Linked DNA regions of Zea mays: region 1 is linked to region 2. A link is a contact called in public Hi-C data. All regions are on one chromosome and are shown on one strand. The core of a region is the stretch at or near the end of the contact, and the rest is flanking DNA. Distances in the headings are between cores, read along the strand shown. Region 1 has its middle 63 kb from the start of LOC100281480. Region 2 holds the start of LOC100281480 (protein kinase).

Region 1 (3,528 bases), core at 411-2,910, 63 kb after region 2:
GATAGGAGATTGGTGATTTTAGAGAACGGACAAAGTGTAATTATCAAGGTAAGATCGAGAGATGAGAAAGGTAAAGGTAATACCCAACCAGAGCACAACAAAGGATGGAGTTAAAAACTCGCAAGCGACAAGGAAAATAATACGGCCAAGGGAAAAATAGGTAAAGTACAATGCTCAGATTGATATGAAAAGAGGAGATTTTAAAGGGCCGGTATAAGATAAACATCAAGGTAAGATATAGAGGTGATAAGGGTAAAGGTGATAATGATGAAAAACATAATCCATGGACAGAGTTAAGGCAAGACTCGCAAAGTGACGAAGTGGAGAAAACAATCAAGGATAAGATAAGTGAGGTTCCGACATAAGAGTTGAAGTAAGAATTCATTACCGAATGAAGATCCAAGGAAACAACAAGATTACCACATATGTGCAAAATAAAATGACCGCTCATGGATCATTAAGAAACAATGGTGGTCAAGGACATGTTAACTAAAATGTCTTCAACAGTCATTGGGGTATAAAAGTTAGCATACATAAGAATACATGAGTATGCAAAATTCCAAGGATACGGGCATACCAAGACAAGGGAATAGAAAAAGCCCAAGGATAACGACTTAACAATGGAATAGGAAGGGATCTCAGAAGACAAGAAGTTTGTGGACATATAGATTGAAATGTTTAAGTAGGTAGTAAAAATTCAGATGTAAGTATTTGAAACAAAAGTATTGAAGAGTCTAAGAGTACGAGCATGTCAATAACCAGGGAATAGAGATGGTCAAATGGTAGCAATTTAATAATGGAAGAGGAAAGAATCCCAAAAGACTAAAGGCTATGGCCAGGGGTCATCTACAAAGATGTTGCAAGCATAAGAGTGAGATCAGATCTAATAGAATGAATAGGTAAAACATAGACAATACTAGAATAAAATACATTAAGCAAGGGGATATATAGAAGCATGACATAGAATTAGTCGAGGTGACTAATATTTTGAAGCAGCATTAAGGATGAGGTGGAGTAATAATCAATAAGTTCTTAAAACGGCCAATGCTACTCTAGGATAGCGGTCCTACAGTCAACAAGGCTTTGATACCACTTGTGTCACACCCTATTTTTGAAGGTAAACCGAATGTGAACCATGTACGTGTTAGGATCAAAAATTCACGTACACAGGGATTACATAAATGACTCATCATAGCTCAAGCTCACACAATTTTTCTAATAATTTCTAGTGCTCTAATTTTATTACTAAAATTCCAGATAAACATTTTAAGTCACCTTTTATTCACCTAAAAACATCTATTTGCTAAAAAAATCCAAGAATGTTTCTACCAGAAATCCCTTGATTTTAGAAACCTAATAAAATTGGTCCTACGATTTTATCATTTTTATTCGATTTTTGGCTTAATTTCCAATCTTCCAGATAAAAGAAAAAGCTAAATCATATACAGTACTGGACCCAAACTAGTTTAGGCCTTGTTCGTTTGTGTCGGATTGGTGGGTCGGAACGATTCCAAGCCGGATTGCTTCTATAATTTATATAAACTTTGATTAGCCGGAATAATTCCGGGTGCAATCCGATGTAAACGAACAGGGCCTTACACGGCCCATGTACAGGCAAGCCGGCCTACGGCCATTGGCCCGCGCCCGAGCTGGCTGTTTTGCGCAAAGATCCCCGCCGCTTTGCTGAACCACACCAGAGACCTGGCCACTGTTAACCCGGGTCACTAACAGCAACAAATAAGCCCTTCGGCTTTCCTCCTTTCACATAACCTCAGCCACGACTCCGCCGCGGAGAGCTCCGGTGAGCCCACGCCGGATCGTCCACGGCGGCCCGACATAGTCAACGGCCACGGCATCAACACACTCTATGAACCAAAGCAAACTCATCCACGTGTTCAATTCAACCGCGGAGGCTCTGGACCCGGGTGACCGACGACGGCGGCGGAAGAGCTAGTCCGGCGAGTTCAATCTCGCGGCCACCGTGCGGTACAACTCTGACCAAGGGCATGGAGAGTATCACTGATCTACCACGACCACTGTGCTTACGCGAAAATAACTGGAGACAACACGAGTTACCGGGTTGGCCCAGAGGCTGTTCCCAGCGCAAATCCATGGAGGCGCGGCTATGTTCACTACCACATTCAACAGTAGAGCTCGAACAACGAATCTAGAGAGCTTCACTGACCTCTGAAGATCACGGGACGAGAACTATACGGGCGTGCAATTCTCTGGAACGTTCTGGCCACGGCGAGGTAGGGGTCTCGGTGGGTGTAGTCACCAACTCGAGAGCTGGCGTGCAAGGCTTTGGGGCAGACCCAGCTTGGTGATTGGAAGGGGAACTACCCAAACTTGAACACCAGCACTTCTTCACTCACTCGATGATTACAAGCTAGAGCTCGAGAGCAGGGATTCCCTCACTGGACCGTGCCCTAAAGCAATGAACAAGAATTTGTTCAGCACATGGTGGAGATAACTCTCAAGTTGCCAGCGCTGCATGGCTGATACACATGGCAAACAAGCATCCTCACCACACCAGCTCACAACTCAACACAAATATCTACCCTTGTCCATTTCTGCAGCTAATAAGCACAATAAATAAGTACTTCACTGCCCAAAACTCCCAAGCCAGTCCAAGCCTTGATATTTTTGCAGTATAGAGAGACCCCAGATCTTCAGGGATGTATCCCAACTCGAGCACATGGGTGGAGTACAGCAGAGAGAGGATCTTGTTCAGTTTCTCAAACCAAACTCTGAAGTTGACTGAAACAGCACTACTGCTCCATTCCCCTCCCCTTTGTTCAGTCCCTGTTATCTCATAATTCCCCATGGCAATAGACCCAACCTTATTAACCAAAGTTATTCTCCAACTATAAATCTAAAACCTGATGGAATGGTCGCTAGAGTGCCCCAAACTGGGTAACAAACACTGAAGTTTAAGTTTCAGTTAACTAAATAAAATTCAGTCATGGTCACTCTGACAGGCGATGTTTGGGTGTAATTTACTCCCAGTTCTATGTAACACCAAGTCTCCCTTTCTCCATGAAACTTGTTCCTATATACTTAGTCTCTAACTCTACTAGATGTTTCATAGTCTAAAACATAATAAAATGGTCACAATAGTGATCTAAAAAGGGCACCAATCACTGAAATTCAGTTATCTGTTAACTGAAGAAAAGTTCAGTCAGTGCAAACTGACAGTCCATTTTTGGGCAGCTTTGACTCCACTTTTTGTGTGTGATCAAGCCCAACTCACTTAAAGGAATTTGTTCACTAACATATATTATTAAAACTTGCTACATGAACTTTAGTCCAAAACTACCTAGAACAGGCACTACACAGCTCCAAAACTGCACTAAAAATACTGATTTCATATTGAAACACGATTCCCAATCTGAAAATTCAGAAGTCTGACAGCCCCTCTTTGGTCACCTTTTTCTCCTAGTTCCAAATGCTTCTAAGGCCAAGTGGCTTAATCAAATTGGTGCTCCACATGTTTCTCTACAAGTTTAGTACAATGACCATTAGCTA
Region 2 (3,826 bases), core at 54-2,553:
GGAATTGGAGCGGACGACGGAGTGGGAGAAGCGCGTCCGCCGCACCCACGAGTAATCCTCGTCGTCCATCTTCCTCTCTCAGATCCCGAGGCCACCAACCAATGGCGAGCCCAGGAATTGGCAGCCGCTCGTGTCGTCAACGATAAGAGCGATGGAGCGCGCGCAGGAGGCGGATTGGTGCCTTGGTCTTGGTGGATGTCTGCTTCGCTGCCACCAACGAGATGGTCCCGTATTCCCGATACAGCTGGATCAGAGAAATCTGGACGAGAGGAATCCGGATCCTAGCACATCCCACAGGTCATTAAACAAGCGCCACATTTGGTAGTGCTGCTCCCTTTCCTTGTTGAAGAAGGACCCCGAACCGAACCTTCTGCCCCGCTCGATAGCTCTGCAGATTCGATGAATGAAACAAACCAATTCGAAAGCAGAGGCAGCAGACGTCAGAGATCAATACGCTTGGTCAACGAGAAAGAAAGAAACGTAGATGAATTCTTATTTGAAATTGAAGTCGCCAGAAAAGAAAAACGGTCAAAAGCCACAAGCTACGTCTACGAACAGAGGAGTTTCGGATCGAAGCGCGACGAACCGTGCCGGATCCGGACTTCGGCGTGGAAAAAAACAGAGACGTGCGGGAAGCATCACCATAGCATAATGTGGAAATAGAGAAAGGTCAAGAAAAAGAAAAGGGCGGGCGGGCGAGCGGCGCGGCAGGGCGGTACGGGCACGCGAGAAACGCGAATCTGCGGGAAGCATGACGCGGAGCCGGAATTCAAATCCCACTATACACAGTTACACACACACACCCCGTCGTCCCTGACGACGCGACGCAAAACGTAACCAACCAACCGGTGCCCAAATCCAAACAGGAATTGGCCTTCGCCCCCTCCTCACAATCATCAACATTCAACAAAGACGACCCTTCCTCACAATCATCAACATAGACGAGCGAGAGGCGTCGCCGCCGCTTACCCGATCGTGAGGAGCGGACGACGCCAGCCGCGAACGAGCAGGCACCAGGCAAGCAAGGCAGCCACGAAAGTGGGAGGAACGCGCATCAACGTGGGTGTGCTGTGCAATAAAAGGCGGCCGACGGAAGGAGGGACGACGGTACGGATCCAAAGCTGCGCGCCGGTAAGGAAGGCGGCCAGGCGACGCCGGAAACCTGGAAGCGGAGTTCGCGCGGCGCGGGGGGGAGGAGGAGGATGAGAAAAATGTTGCGATGGAGAGGCCGCCAAAGGTTTTTATTGCTTTGGCGAATCCAGCGGCTTCGGCCTTCGGTGCGGGCAGGTGCTGGGGGAGGCCGGCGTCCCCGTCGCCGTCCTAGTCCCGCATGAGCACCAATCCTGCCGGCTTTGTGCGTGCTATGTGGCCTGACGTGACACGATGGGAGTCATCCGAATACTTTTTTTAAATTTTAAAATACTATTCCTACACTAAAGTTAGATCGAGATCGAAGTTTACGTGCGAAGTCACCGATTCAACGAATATTATACGGTCAATTATTGGATACGACTTTTTTTAGATTAATTAAGCATGTACGTATGGTGCTTCTTTTTGTGAGGGGGGTGGGCCGGCGGAGGTGCGTGAGAAGCGAGACAGGTCTTCTCATGTATTTCGTAGCGTGGGCTGCTACCCTGCTAGTGGTACCATCTCAGATCCATGTGGACCTCGTGCATGTGAAGGATAGTGTCCCCGTATGGCTGGGTGCCGCGAGTCGCAGGCACGGTCCATGGTCATAGCCTATTCTATTACGGGAAGCTGCGGTGTTACTGGATCCGTTTGCTGCCAGACTTTTGGAGATCTTTCGCTTTATTTTAGAGGTTGTGGGAACACGGCAAGACATAAAGTAGTTTGTTGGCGTAATGTCGCTCAAGATCGTAATGTCCCCAAGATCCTCAAAACAGTAAAATACATTTTCGGTACTTAAACTTATCGTCATATGTCATCCTGATCCACAAACTTTGAAAGTGTGTCCGTTGGGTCCATAATCGTTGTTCGGGTCTCAATTAGGTCTAAACAGGATCATATTTGACATGTGGACCCCACATGTTACCATGTGTATCTATTTTCTCTCTCTCTTTTCCACGAAGCAGTTAATCTGGAAACGAAGGAGGCCATCGTGTCTACTGATGCTTCGAAACAAATGACGATGTTGTCTCCATGTGATATCCTGACCCCTAGTGGATGGTAATATCCTAGCCTAAGGCTTAATATAATTAATATAGTACTCATATCAACAAGATGCATCTTCTTTTTTGTAAGCCTACCTCGAAAGAACCTCTGGGTTAAGTGTATCACCTTGAATTTGGGGATATAAATTTTCTTTCTAATTATCACCCAAATTCATGTGTTACTCTTCTCTCTCTAGTTTCTATCTATCTATAGATTGTCTCTCCCTCTCTCTTCCTTTTTAGTAGAATTAGCTTAAAGTTAGGGGGATTTAATTATTTATTTTTGCCAAAACATTATGAATCATGACATTTGCATCATGCTGAGCTTAAAATATTCTTTGAAGTGTTGCACATGTTTGAATTTATTTGAATTTGAAACCTAATTTGATTTTGGAATTGAAAACCCTATAGAAAAGAAATAGAAAAGGAATTAGAAAATCCAGAGAAAAAGAAAAAGGGAAAGCAGCCCAAACCAGCCCAGCCAGGCCGCGCGCCAGCCGCCCCTGATAGGCGGGTCCCGCCTGTCAGCGGCAGTCTGTCCCGCGCTCCCTTCCCTTCCTCTCGCTCGCTGCCCAGTGGAGCCGACCTGTCGGCGCCAGTTGCTTCGCCCGCGCGCGTCCCTCTTCTCTCTCTGTCTCGCGGGCCCGTTCTGCCAGGCGCTGAGCCGTTGTCCCATGCGCCCCTTCTCTCTCTGCGTCGTGGACCCTCCCTGTCAGTTCCGCCCTCCTCGCCCTCGCCGTGGACCGGCGCGTGCGCACTCGCGCATGTCGCCGGAATTCTCGGCCATGACGCCACCCACGCGCCCCCAACTCCCTCTTAGAGCCCCGCCAGAGCCCGCACTCACTCCCCCGCCTCATTTTGCACAGCTCCGCCCTCTCTCGCGCTCTGCCCACGCCACCAGAGACCCGCGCCCGCTTCCCCGGCCATCTAGCTCGACGGAGACCGCGCCAAGCCACCCCGAGGTGAGACACCTTTGCCCGTGCTTAATTTCCCCGATTTCGCTCTATGCTCGGCCAATTTTGGCATCGCCGGTGCTCGGCCGTGGTGGTCCATTGCGCCCGCGCGGTGGCCAGCCAAATTAGCCCGGCCTAGTGCCCGATGTTGGTCCCTGTGTCACCCCTGCCTCTGCTGAAGCTATCCTAGGCCTTAGCGTGCCTCAAGCCCCCTCCCCACGACCGGAATCCCTCACCGAAGTTCCTCCGACCCGCCCGAGGCTTTCTCCCCACCGTTCTCCCCTCTCTATCCGCGGATTCGTGGCCTTTTCCCCGCCACTGAGTTCGCCTTGACGTTCTCTCCCTCTCTGCCCAATCCCGGCGACCCCGGAGCCACCCTAGCACGCGTCTGCCTCAACTCCGTCGACCTCACCGCTGCGGAGATGAGCAGCACCGCCCGCAGCCGTTCACCCCTCCCCGGTCTGATCCCCTCCGTCCGATCTTGATCGCACGACCCAGATCGTGGATACCGTTTCGCGTACGCGCGCCCTGTGCCCCTGGCTCGCTGTCAGCATTACTTTATGAAACCTAAGGATTGACTAATCTGTATTCACTTATCCTTGTTTACCTTTTGGGTTATCATGGTTAGCATTTTGCTATTGCCTTGACTTTAATCAATGAACATGATGTGAACATTTATGGTACGATATTCTTATCCTGATT

What was found. Hi-C and Micro-C count contacts between places; a contact is called where the count stands out from the background.
Region 1: a Hi-C map of leaf shows a contact between it and region 2, with 7 times the contacts expected there. The contact joins the enhancer-like site here to the promoter of LOC100281480 in region 2. A contact is called at or near these places in 13 of 25 Hi-C or Micro-C datasets (bundle sheath, ear, endosperm and 4 more) and 1 of 3 datasets of contacts at active chromatin or transcription factors (leaf).

What each region holds. Positions count from the first base shown.
Region 1 is chr1:223,385,186-223,388,713 of Zm-B73-REFERENCE-NAM-5.0, forward strand. No RefSeq gene overlaps it. Among protein-coding and RNA genes, the nearest start is that of LOC100281480, 63 kb to the left of the region's middle. Within about 2 kb of position 1,661, at least 19 of the 20 cell types and tissues checked have an H3K27ac peak or open chromatin away from gene starts, as enhancers often do. A contact at or near this core is called in bundle sheath, ear, endosperm and 4 more, where this site is marked.
Region 2 is chr1:223,322,499-223,326,324 of Zm-B73-REFERENCE-NAM-5.0, forward strand. LOC100281480 (protein kinase) reads right to left here and starts at 1,304. Exons shown (of 4, transcript NM_001154398.1): 1 at 970-1,304; 2 at 1-388. The coding sequence starts at 69.